Linked DNA regions of Mus musculus: regions 2 and 3 are each linked to region 1. The links are chromatin contacts, called in public HiChIP or PLAC-seq maps. All regions are on one chromosome and are shown on one strand. Each heading gives the region's core, a stretch centred on a gene start, on an enhancer-like site or on the middle of the called end of the contact. The rest is flanking DNA. Distances are from core to core; before and after follow the strand shown.

Region 1 (2,828 bases), core at 99-2,598:
TATTAGGATGGTACCTTAGTGTTAGTGTGATACAATGTCATTAGATACTTGATACTTTACCTTTATTGTATCCAACTTAATTTTTACGCTTTTGAGGTTGTGTCATTCTTATGCCCTTGTACCATTAGTGAAGTCAAGGCATGCAACGGGAATAACATCCCAGAACTGGAAGCAAGATGAGCCAGACCTCAAACCTAGATATTCTGTGTCAGGGAACATGGTGGTAGAGAGAGCGACAAGTGAACTGTGGCTCGCTTCCTCAGCTGCCTACAGAAAATGTTTCAGAAGAATCTTTCTGTTGATTTATGATATATTTTTAAAAGCCCAATGGTGTAATTTAGTTTATACAAAAGCCCTTGTTTCTTGTGCATGGGCTAACTCAACAATGTAGTAAGGTTAGCCTCGCTCTCAAGATTAGTCACGTGGGGGCTGTGCACAGAAGCAAAGCATTGTAAGCATCCATAAGTAAGTTTGTAAGCTATCCATAAGTGATCTCCTAAAGGGGAGATCACCAACATCTGTCCTTAACAGGACACGAAGCAGTACCCTATACATGTCTACTCCTTGACCAAGTGGTCAGATAGTAAACAAGATGTGAATATTGGCACTGGAACCTACTAACCATTTACTCAAAAGAAGCAACCTGGTTCTGTTTTGCTATAGACTTCATTTTTTTTCCCATGCACAAACTCAATGACTCTATGCGACCTGTAGCATTCAAGCCTATGTCATTAATGTTCCCTTTCTCGGCCTTCTTCCAGTGTACATTGTTCAGGCCTATATCACAGAGACTATATCTCCCTACTTAATTCAACCTGCAAGATGTGAACACAGGATAAGTTAACTCTGCCTAGAAATTTAATGAACCCTGGGTACTCATCAGCCTGTTGGGTCTTTGTGTGTTTCAGAGCTCCTGCCTGCCCTGTGTCTCTTGCCAAAGATGGGAGCAGCTGGGTGTTGCCTTCCAGGATGTCAGCCAGCTTTTCTTGGCAGGAGTAATGCTTATTGTTGAAGTTCCCGAGTTGGCTGCTCACGGTCAGGAGCCGATGAAGATGCTGCCGAGTCTCCTATCAAAACCTCACACAAAGTAGTGGGGCTCCTGAACTCAACACATCGTTTGTGGCCCAAGGCTCATGTCCCATCTCTGTTACCTGAGTCTCCATTATGTAAATTAGTTCTCCCCTGTCCAGGTCTTGTGGGGGAACAGGCTGTTTGCAAAAGGAAGGAAAAGAAATGTTGGCTCAAAGCCGGTAGGTGGAATTCGGGCCAGAAAAGCTGCCTCCCACCTCTCTGCCAAGGCCTTTCAGCTCTGAATTGCTCTGTCCAACACACACCATTCCTACTGCTCAGCCAGATGTCAGGGTGGGGTGGCAGGCAGCCTATCTGAAGTCAGACACACAGAGGAGGAAGCTGTAGGTTTGTATCCAGGAGAAGCAACAAGGCTTCCTCTTTCAGAGTCCAGATCAAGAAAACAGGTCTGCTGGATAAAACACCACCAAGTTCCATGACTTAGTCACTGTGCCATAGCAAGGGAGTGCCTGGGTTTAGCAGGGGATCCGGCAGTGACCCGGACTTCAGGGTGAGCGGGTAGCCTCTCACATAGCCAGAGCCACCCTGGGCATGGTGTATCTGCAAAATTGCAGACACATTTCCTGAGATAAAATGACATGTATTAAGACATTCTAGAAATTAAAAACAAAAGGGGAACAGCCTCAGTAGGTCTTGACCCATAATATATCTGCCAACTTCTAGCAGCCTCCAGAGAACAGAAGAAGAAAGCAGCCTTTGAGACAACAGGTCTGCTTCTCTTGGCCACTATGTCTTCCTTTCTCTCTTCTCCACCCCTGTTTTAAGATCTCAGTCATGTGTGGGCCTATAAGGTGATCAGAGACCATTTGACCAGAGCTCTGACAGGGTGAGCAATGGTCTGGCATCGGAACACCTAGGAGGCCACCTGAACATACACAGGACAGAGTCAGGATAAGTGTCATGGGCCAGTGCTCACAGCCTACCTCCTCTCACCTTGTTCTCTAGCTGCATTGCTACAAGTCACTGCTATCCAGTCTACCAACCTCCCTTTCCATGCTCATCCAACCCAGTCTTCATCCTGAAGCCAAAAGGAACAGGTTTTCACATGCAAATCCAATCACTTAATCCTGAAATCGTCTCCCAGGTTCTCAAATGCACCCTGCCTCAGTCTCTTTTATACATCAATCTCCACGCCTGCTCCCTCACATTCAGTGTGCGAGGCTTATCCAACCTCTTCCTGTATTGGGATCCAGCAGACTTCCTCCTGCCTGCAAGAAGTTACCCTGAGTCTGCTGTTCACTTTGTGATGGACACCCTCTCAATATCCCCTTTGTCTTCTAGCAGCGTCAAGTTTACCTGAACAACTGCTACTCATTCTGCGTGCCCAGCTTCCCCATCCCAGGCTACTTACATCCGGGTGCCTGTCTCATGGCTCTCAGAGCCCTGATACTGGAGCTCTCATCACAGGGGATAGTATTCCCCTGGGGATCCCAGCGAATACCCCTGCACCCAATTCACTCCACCATAAGCACTATGCCAAGTTTTCTTCCACTGGTCCTGGAACTGACCAAATGACCAGGAAATTTATTTATTTAGTTAGTTAGTTGAAAGAAGTTAATTAGCAAAATTAGTTAACGAAATCTCCTAAGTCATTTGGACATTTGTTCAGACAAGCTCCGCCTGTCACCACTCGTCCTAGTCCGAGGGACTATTTTGCATAGGGATAGGGACCTGGTGGGTGAGTGTGCAGCAGGCCAATCAAGGAAGAAAACATAGAGAGGAAAGCAGTCTTGCCAGGT
Region 2 (2,828 bases), core at 135-2,634, 430 kb before region 1:
AAAGATCAGAGGAGTGTAGTGACTTGCTGGTGTGTGTAAGAGCCAGGACCTTGAAATACTCCGGGGGAGAAATGAGTCAGACATTCACCGAAGAGACAGAGTTGGATTAATCTACTCTGGTGAGCAGACTTTTTACGCACAGCCAAGGACAGAAGAAAACCCTCCACACAGGTGATACCAATAGGCTGCCACTAGCATCTGAGAACATCCTCTGGGCGGGCTTCCTAGGAGCAATACTGATGCTGCCTTGCGTGTCTGCTCCTGCTGCCCTTACTTTCTAACTTTGTCTGCTAAATTAGGAAGTCAAGATGCAGTTAGCACGGCCATGAGGACCAGACTCCGCTTTTGTTTGGCCCCTCTGAGGCAGCTCCCGAGGCGGAGCTCCAGTAGTCCACCTCGGATCTTTAACACCACCGCTCCTTCGTTTTTTATAGCTACTATTCTTTTTTTTTTTTAAAGTCATTGAAATGATTGCTTCACAAAGTTTTGTTTTGTTGGTTTTTTTTTGTTTTTTTGTTTTTTTGTTTTTGTTTTTTTGTTTTTTTGGTTTTTCGAGACAGGGTTTCTCTGTATACCCCTGGCTGTCCTGGAACTCACTTTGTAGACCAGGCTGGCCTCGAACTCAGAAATCTGCCTGCCTCTGCCTCCCGAGTGCTGGGATTAAAGGCATGCGCCACCACGCCCGGCTGAAAAGTTCTTATTTATTGCTCTTTAATATTTTCTAAAGCAATGCAGTTATTACAGTAAGTTTGAAAAGTATAGAGGTATAGAAATAAGAAAACAGTAATATTTCTCTCCCTCCATTCCCTCTTTTCTTTTCCTTTTGCAGAGATATGCATTGGACTCAGGCCTTGTACATGCCAGACAAGCACTCGGACTCTGAGCTCTTGGCCTTCTTAGATTTCTTCCTATGAATGAATATATATGAATATATACATATGTATATGTATATATATGTGTATATGTGTGTATACATAGAATATATATATAATCTTTTCCTATTCATATAAATTTTACTGTCAATCATTATCCTATCCATACTTTGCACATATAATATCCTTTCTTGAATTATTTTAAAGAACATTGTATGTTAATAAATGATTTGAAAACAGTTTTTAATGGCTCCATGGTAGTCCATTGCAGGAATAAATCAGAGTGTATTTATTTTAATCTCCCTCAGTATTTCTAATATTTTACTTTCATAAATAAACAATACCTGATGAAGTTTTGCATATAAACCTTTGTCCAGATCTCTGTTTCCTTGACAGTAGACTTCACACATAAAAGGGTGACAATTCGCATTCAGGGTTCATCTGGGTTTAGGGCAACTGAACTCCGGGATGACTGCTTTCTGCATGAACCTCAGGCTGCCAGTAGGTGTCGACTTTGCCTCATGTTTCTTCTTGCAGCTCTTTATCCATTTATTTTCAGGATCATCTTTGAAGGGCTGTGGGAGAATGCATTGTTAGTAAGTCAATAGAGTTCAAATATAAAATTTGAAGTCTCTCCCAAGGGTCACAACCCCGAGTGCCCGAGGGCTTGGCTATTTTTCTTTTCTATGTGTTGCTGATTGTATCCAACCCAGCAGCCTATGTGGTGCTGACCTGCTACTGAGAGAAATACAGTCAGTCAGCACAGCCTGCAAGGCTCTCTAGGAATGTGTACACATGCATCATACACACACACACACACACACACACACACACACACTCACACACGCACACACGCACACACGCACAAGGAGAGGGGAAAGACATTCGCTTTTGCCTAATGAGTGTATTCTTGAAGCATCCTATAATTAAAAATTGATAACCTTATAGAGATATCTATTTTAGACAGCCTCCTTTCTAAATAAGGAAACTGAGTCTTGGAGAGGTTAACTTGTTAACATGGTACAAGTATTGAGATGGTTAATCGCTGTTGTTGATGTGTTTAGATTGAGAGTCACCGGGGAGACCGAGGCACACGTCTTAATGTATCTGTAAGGACATTTTCAGGATGGCTTAGTGGAGAGGGAATGATGAACCTGAGTGTGGGTGACATTGTCCCACGGTCTGAAGGCCCAGATGGAATAAGAAGAGGAAAGAAATAGCAAGCCAAGCTACTGCTGGCTTTCCTGGACTGCCAAGGTGTGTCTACTCAGCTTTTACCACGCCTTCGCTGTGCCACGGAGAACCAACACCTCTGGCAACTGGAGTTCAACATGTTTTTTCTCCCTTAAGATGTTTCTTTATGGTGTTTTGTCACAACGATGAGAAATTTGATGAGCGCATGCTATGCTGAAGCAGAATTCAGATCCGGACATTTACCTTTTAAAAAAAGAAAAAATATATTTTTCTATCTGTATGTACACCTGCATACCAGAAGAGAGCATCAGATCATATTATAGATAGCTGTGAGCCCCTGTGTGGTTGCTGGGAATTGAACTCAGGACCTCTGGAAGCCCATACAATGATCTTAACTGCTGAGCCCTATCTCCAGGCGCAAGCACACTTATCTTTGAAGTGTATGACTTTAACAATTTCCCCATCTTTGTTAAAAAAAAATAAATCTACAATACCAAAGCTCTTTATTAACCACCTGGACATGGGTTTCTAAGAATTGTGTTTATAAGATCTTCCTGGGATATTCACGTGGGCATACCAACTGTAGACACCCATTTCATTTGCACTGGGACTGACTGGACAAATTAGAAGCCTTGGCTAAAGAGAATAGGTTGACCCATGTGAGCTGAGTGTTCAAGTCACTTGTCTTATGACAGCAACAAAGGTCTTCAAACCCTGGGACTGGCCTTACAGAGACCAGAAAATGTGTTTCGAAATTTTGAC
Region 3 (2,828 bases), core at 246-2,745, 270 kb before region 1:
GTTTCTCAAGGATGTGGCACCTTTTTAATTCCATGGAAGTGCACAAATTGTCCAGCTGTGCCAAAGGCACATGCTTGCAGGCTCTGCAAGCCAACTGGCACTCCAAGCAGAATAAATGGAAAATTCTGGCTGTAGGAGCCAAGAGGAATTCTTTACCTTAATTAAGTATGAAGTCTGCAATACGGCAAGTCCAGGTAGACAAGGCAGAACCTGGTCTCTGACTTCATTAAAACAAACCGTGCTCAATTAGATCTTAGTTCACTCAAACCGAAAGTGACCAAGACCTAGTTGAAGAATTGACAACTTGTCCATTAACCCTTGACCCTGAGGGTAGTCCTACATCATCTCAGCTTTCTGGAAAACAAAGACGATCCATTTCCTAAGGGAATGTCAAAACACCACTTCTGTAGAGGAAGTGGACTCTGGACTACTTAGCATCCTCTTGCTTCTGTAACTACAGAGGTTTCCTATCACCCAAGAGTTTGTTTAGGATTAGGCTCACTCTCTGGCTGCTTGTGAAAGTGAAATCAGTAGAACCAAACGTGTCTCAGGTTGAAGAACTTCATATTAATGAAATGTAAATAAAGCCAGAGAAAGGGACATTTCAGAAAACCAAATAAACACATTTAATGGGATTTGTTTCCTTAGACAGTTCCTCAGGATCTCCTTGCTCTGGAGCCATGACTCAGGCCTCTTTTGGTGATAACCCCAGATGTTCTACATTTCAGCAAGATGCTTGCATTTTTCTCTTGTTTTTGTTTGTTATTTCTGTTGGAAGCATGAAAGCCACATTAGCTGGCTGGAAATCCTAGAGGAATTTAGGAAGAAGAGATCAAATATTTGACAGCAAACACAGTAATCCCATGTAAACAAACAACTATCCATGGAAGCAAGGATATGCACTTGAAATGTTTCAAATTAGGACAAAAAAAAAAAATCAGAAGGGCGACCTGTCAGAGGGGAGGGTAGAGAAGATGGGGGTTGGAGTTAGTTGTTATTTCAACACAAAACCTGAAAAGTCTTAAATCACAAGGCAGAGATGAGGGGCTGACATTTTCTGTTATTGAAGTTGTTTTGCTCTTAGCTTCAGAACATGGATCTGGGATAATCTATTTTCTACAAATTTCTGCAAATGAAGTGGCTTCAATTACATCACAGTTGTTGCAATGATTGACCCTTCTCTGTAGCCTTCATGTGTACTGTGAATTGGATTCTTAGTTGATCTTAAGTTGGCCAGAGGCACCATTAGCCAGACTCATGGGTCTGTCAGAAGAGTCAGATCTGTCCTGGTTAAGTCCTTTCTGTCTCAGGGTCATTCGAGAGACACCACATGACAGTCAGAAAACATGAGGTCATCTTTACATGATGAGAGAACAATTAGATCCAAAGCTGGATCTAACTCTAATTTCATATTTTCCCACAGCTTTTTGCTTTCCATTCTTGTCACTTATATCTGAAAAGCTGATAGTTACCAGGGGACTGTGGCCAGCATGAGAGAGAATGTGTCAATGCTGGCTGTGGTGGCCATAGCAACATGTCTGCCTCAGAGCAGATCCAACACACATGAGCAAACAGAAGAATGTTTGAGAAGACTTGAGATTGAGGGAGAGCCAAGGTGAAGCTGGGGCCACCCATCACAAACTTTCAACGGTCAATAACAGTTCAGTCACACAGTCATTTTATTTTTCTACACACTATCAACTTGGCTGAACAGATCATTAATGGTGGCTTATCGCTAGTTGGAAACGTCTCAAAAGTCTATGTGTGGGAAGGACCCACATTTCTCATAACCCCAGGCAGGACTGATACAACATCAGTCAGCAAGGGTATCCAGCACCGGTTCTGTGCAAATGGCAGCTGAGGCACTTCACATGGTACTGTATACGATGTGTTTCTTCTTCACAAAGGTAGTTCTGTGCCAGTGCAGAGATGCCTAATCTCATCTTTCTAATATAGTAAGATGAGAGCCATAGTAAGTGAATGTAGAAGGTAATATAAGCCAATTGAATCTGAGGAAATATTAAGGACAGAAGTTTAGGTTCCTAGAATGGTGCATATAATTTACCAAAGAAAAGGATGTTTTGAGCTAAGAAGCACATTATCAATAAAGGCATGAAGTCAAAAATGTGTTTGTGTTACTGCTAAGACTTCAAGTTACATCTTGTTTATCCATGGGTAACTATGGACTCCCCAAACATCACATACTATATTGTCAAGGCGATTGGCTGCCCTCCACAACTCAATGGTAAATCTCTATTGCTGAATACAACACATGTTCATGGTTCTGGAAGATACTCTTCATTCCACTGGAGAAGAAACTTAATCATCAACATAAAAACCCTTGCAGCAGTGACCTACCTGCAAAATGGTACGACAGTGACACAAAAGTTATGAGAATAATCAACCACTTTCTTTTTTAAATATGGAATTAAGTAAGGTACATTCCATGAGATAGAACCCAGTCCTGGCACTTCTGAAATGGCCAAGAACCTGATACTAGATATGTTATAGGCCTAGAGGAAAACCTACTATTACTCTTATGTTAAAGGAATATGGCAATAAAATGACTTCAAGAAAACAGTGTCTTCCAGACACAACAGAACTGGTGCATGTATAAGTCCACAGAGGCTCTGGTAAAAACCATAAGAGCGCTTATGCTTGAAAATATTCAGGGGCCAGGCACTGAGAAGGGGAAGTGAACACGGTGTCCCACCCCAACCAAGAAGCAATTTGCGATTGAGACCTGCTGGCTGGCCAAGGGGAACATCAGTTTTCTTCAATTAAGCATCACTGGGTCTATGATATCAACTCCACCCCAGGACATGCCT

Evidence for each region. HiChIP or PLAC-seq counts read pairs in DNA pulled down with a chosen protein or histone mark.
Region 2: an H3K27ac HiChIP or PLAC-seq map of heart atrium shows a contact between it and region 1, with 13 times the contacts expected there. The contact joins two enhancer-like sites. A contact is called at or near these places in 1 of 15 datasets of contacts at CTCF or cohesin (the NIH/3T3 cell line), 2 of 484 Hi-C or Micro-C datasets (bone marrow-derived macrophages and embryonic fibroblasts) and 6 of 115 datasets of contacts at active chromatin or transcription factors (the NIH/3T3 cell line, VIP interneurons, embryonic fibroblasts and 3 more).
Region 3: a contact with region 1 is called in an H3K27ac HiChIP or PLAC-seq map of heart atrium, with 5 times the contacts expected there. The contact joins two enhancer-like sites. A contact is called at or near these places in 2 of 484 Hi-C or Micro-C datasets (bone marrow-derived macrophages and nephron progenitors) and 2 of 115 datasets of contacts at active chromatin or transcription factors (heart atrium and stem cell-derived neural progenitor cells).

Annotation. Positions count from the first base shown.
Region 1 is chr17:79,543,058-79,545,885 of GRCm38.p6, forward strand. No RefSeq gene overlaps it. Among named protein-coding and RNA genes, the nearest start is that of Gm10494, 34 kb to the left of the region's middle. Within about 2 kb of position 1,349, at least 74 of the 459 cell types and tissues checked have an H3K27ac peak or open chromatin away from gene starts, as enhancers often do. A contact at or near this core is called in heart atrium, where this site is marked.
Region 2 is chr17:79,109,652-79,112,479 of GRCm38.p6, forward strand. No RefSeq gene overlaps it. Among named protein-coding and RNA genes, the nearest start is that of Qpct, 59 kb to the left of the region's middle. Within about 2 kb of position 1,385, at least 5 of the 459 cell types and tissues checked have an H3K27ac peak or open chromatin away from gene starts, as enhancers often do. A contact at or near this core is called in heart atrium, where this site is marked.
Region 3 is chr17:79,268,691-79,271,518 of GRCm38.p6, forward strand. No RefSeq gene overlaps it. Among named protein-coding and RNA genes, the nearest start is that of Gm17315, 85 kb to the right of the region's middle. Within about 2 kb of position 1,496, at least 4 of the 459 cell types and tissues checked have an H3K27ac peak or open chromatin away from gene starts, as enhancers often do. A contact at or near this core is called in heart atrium, where this site is marked.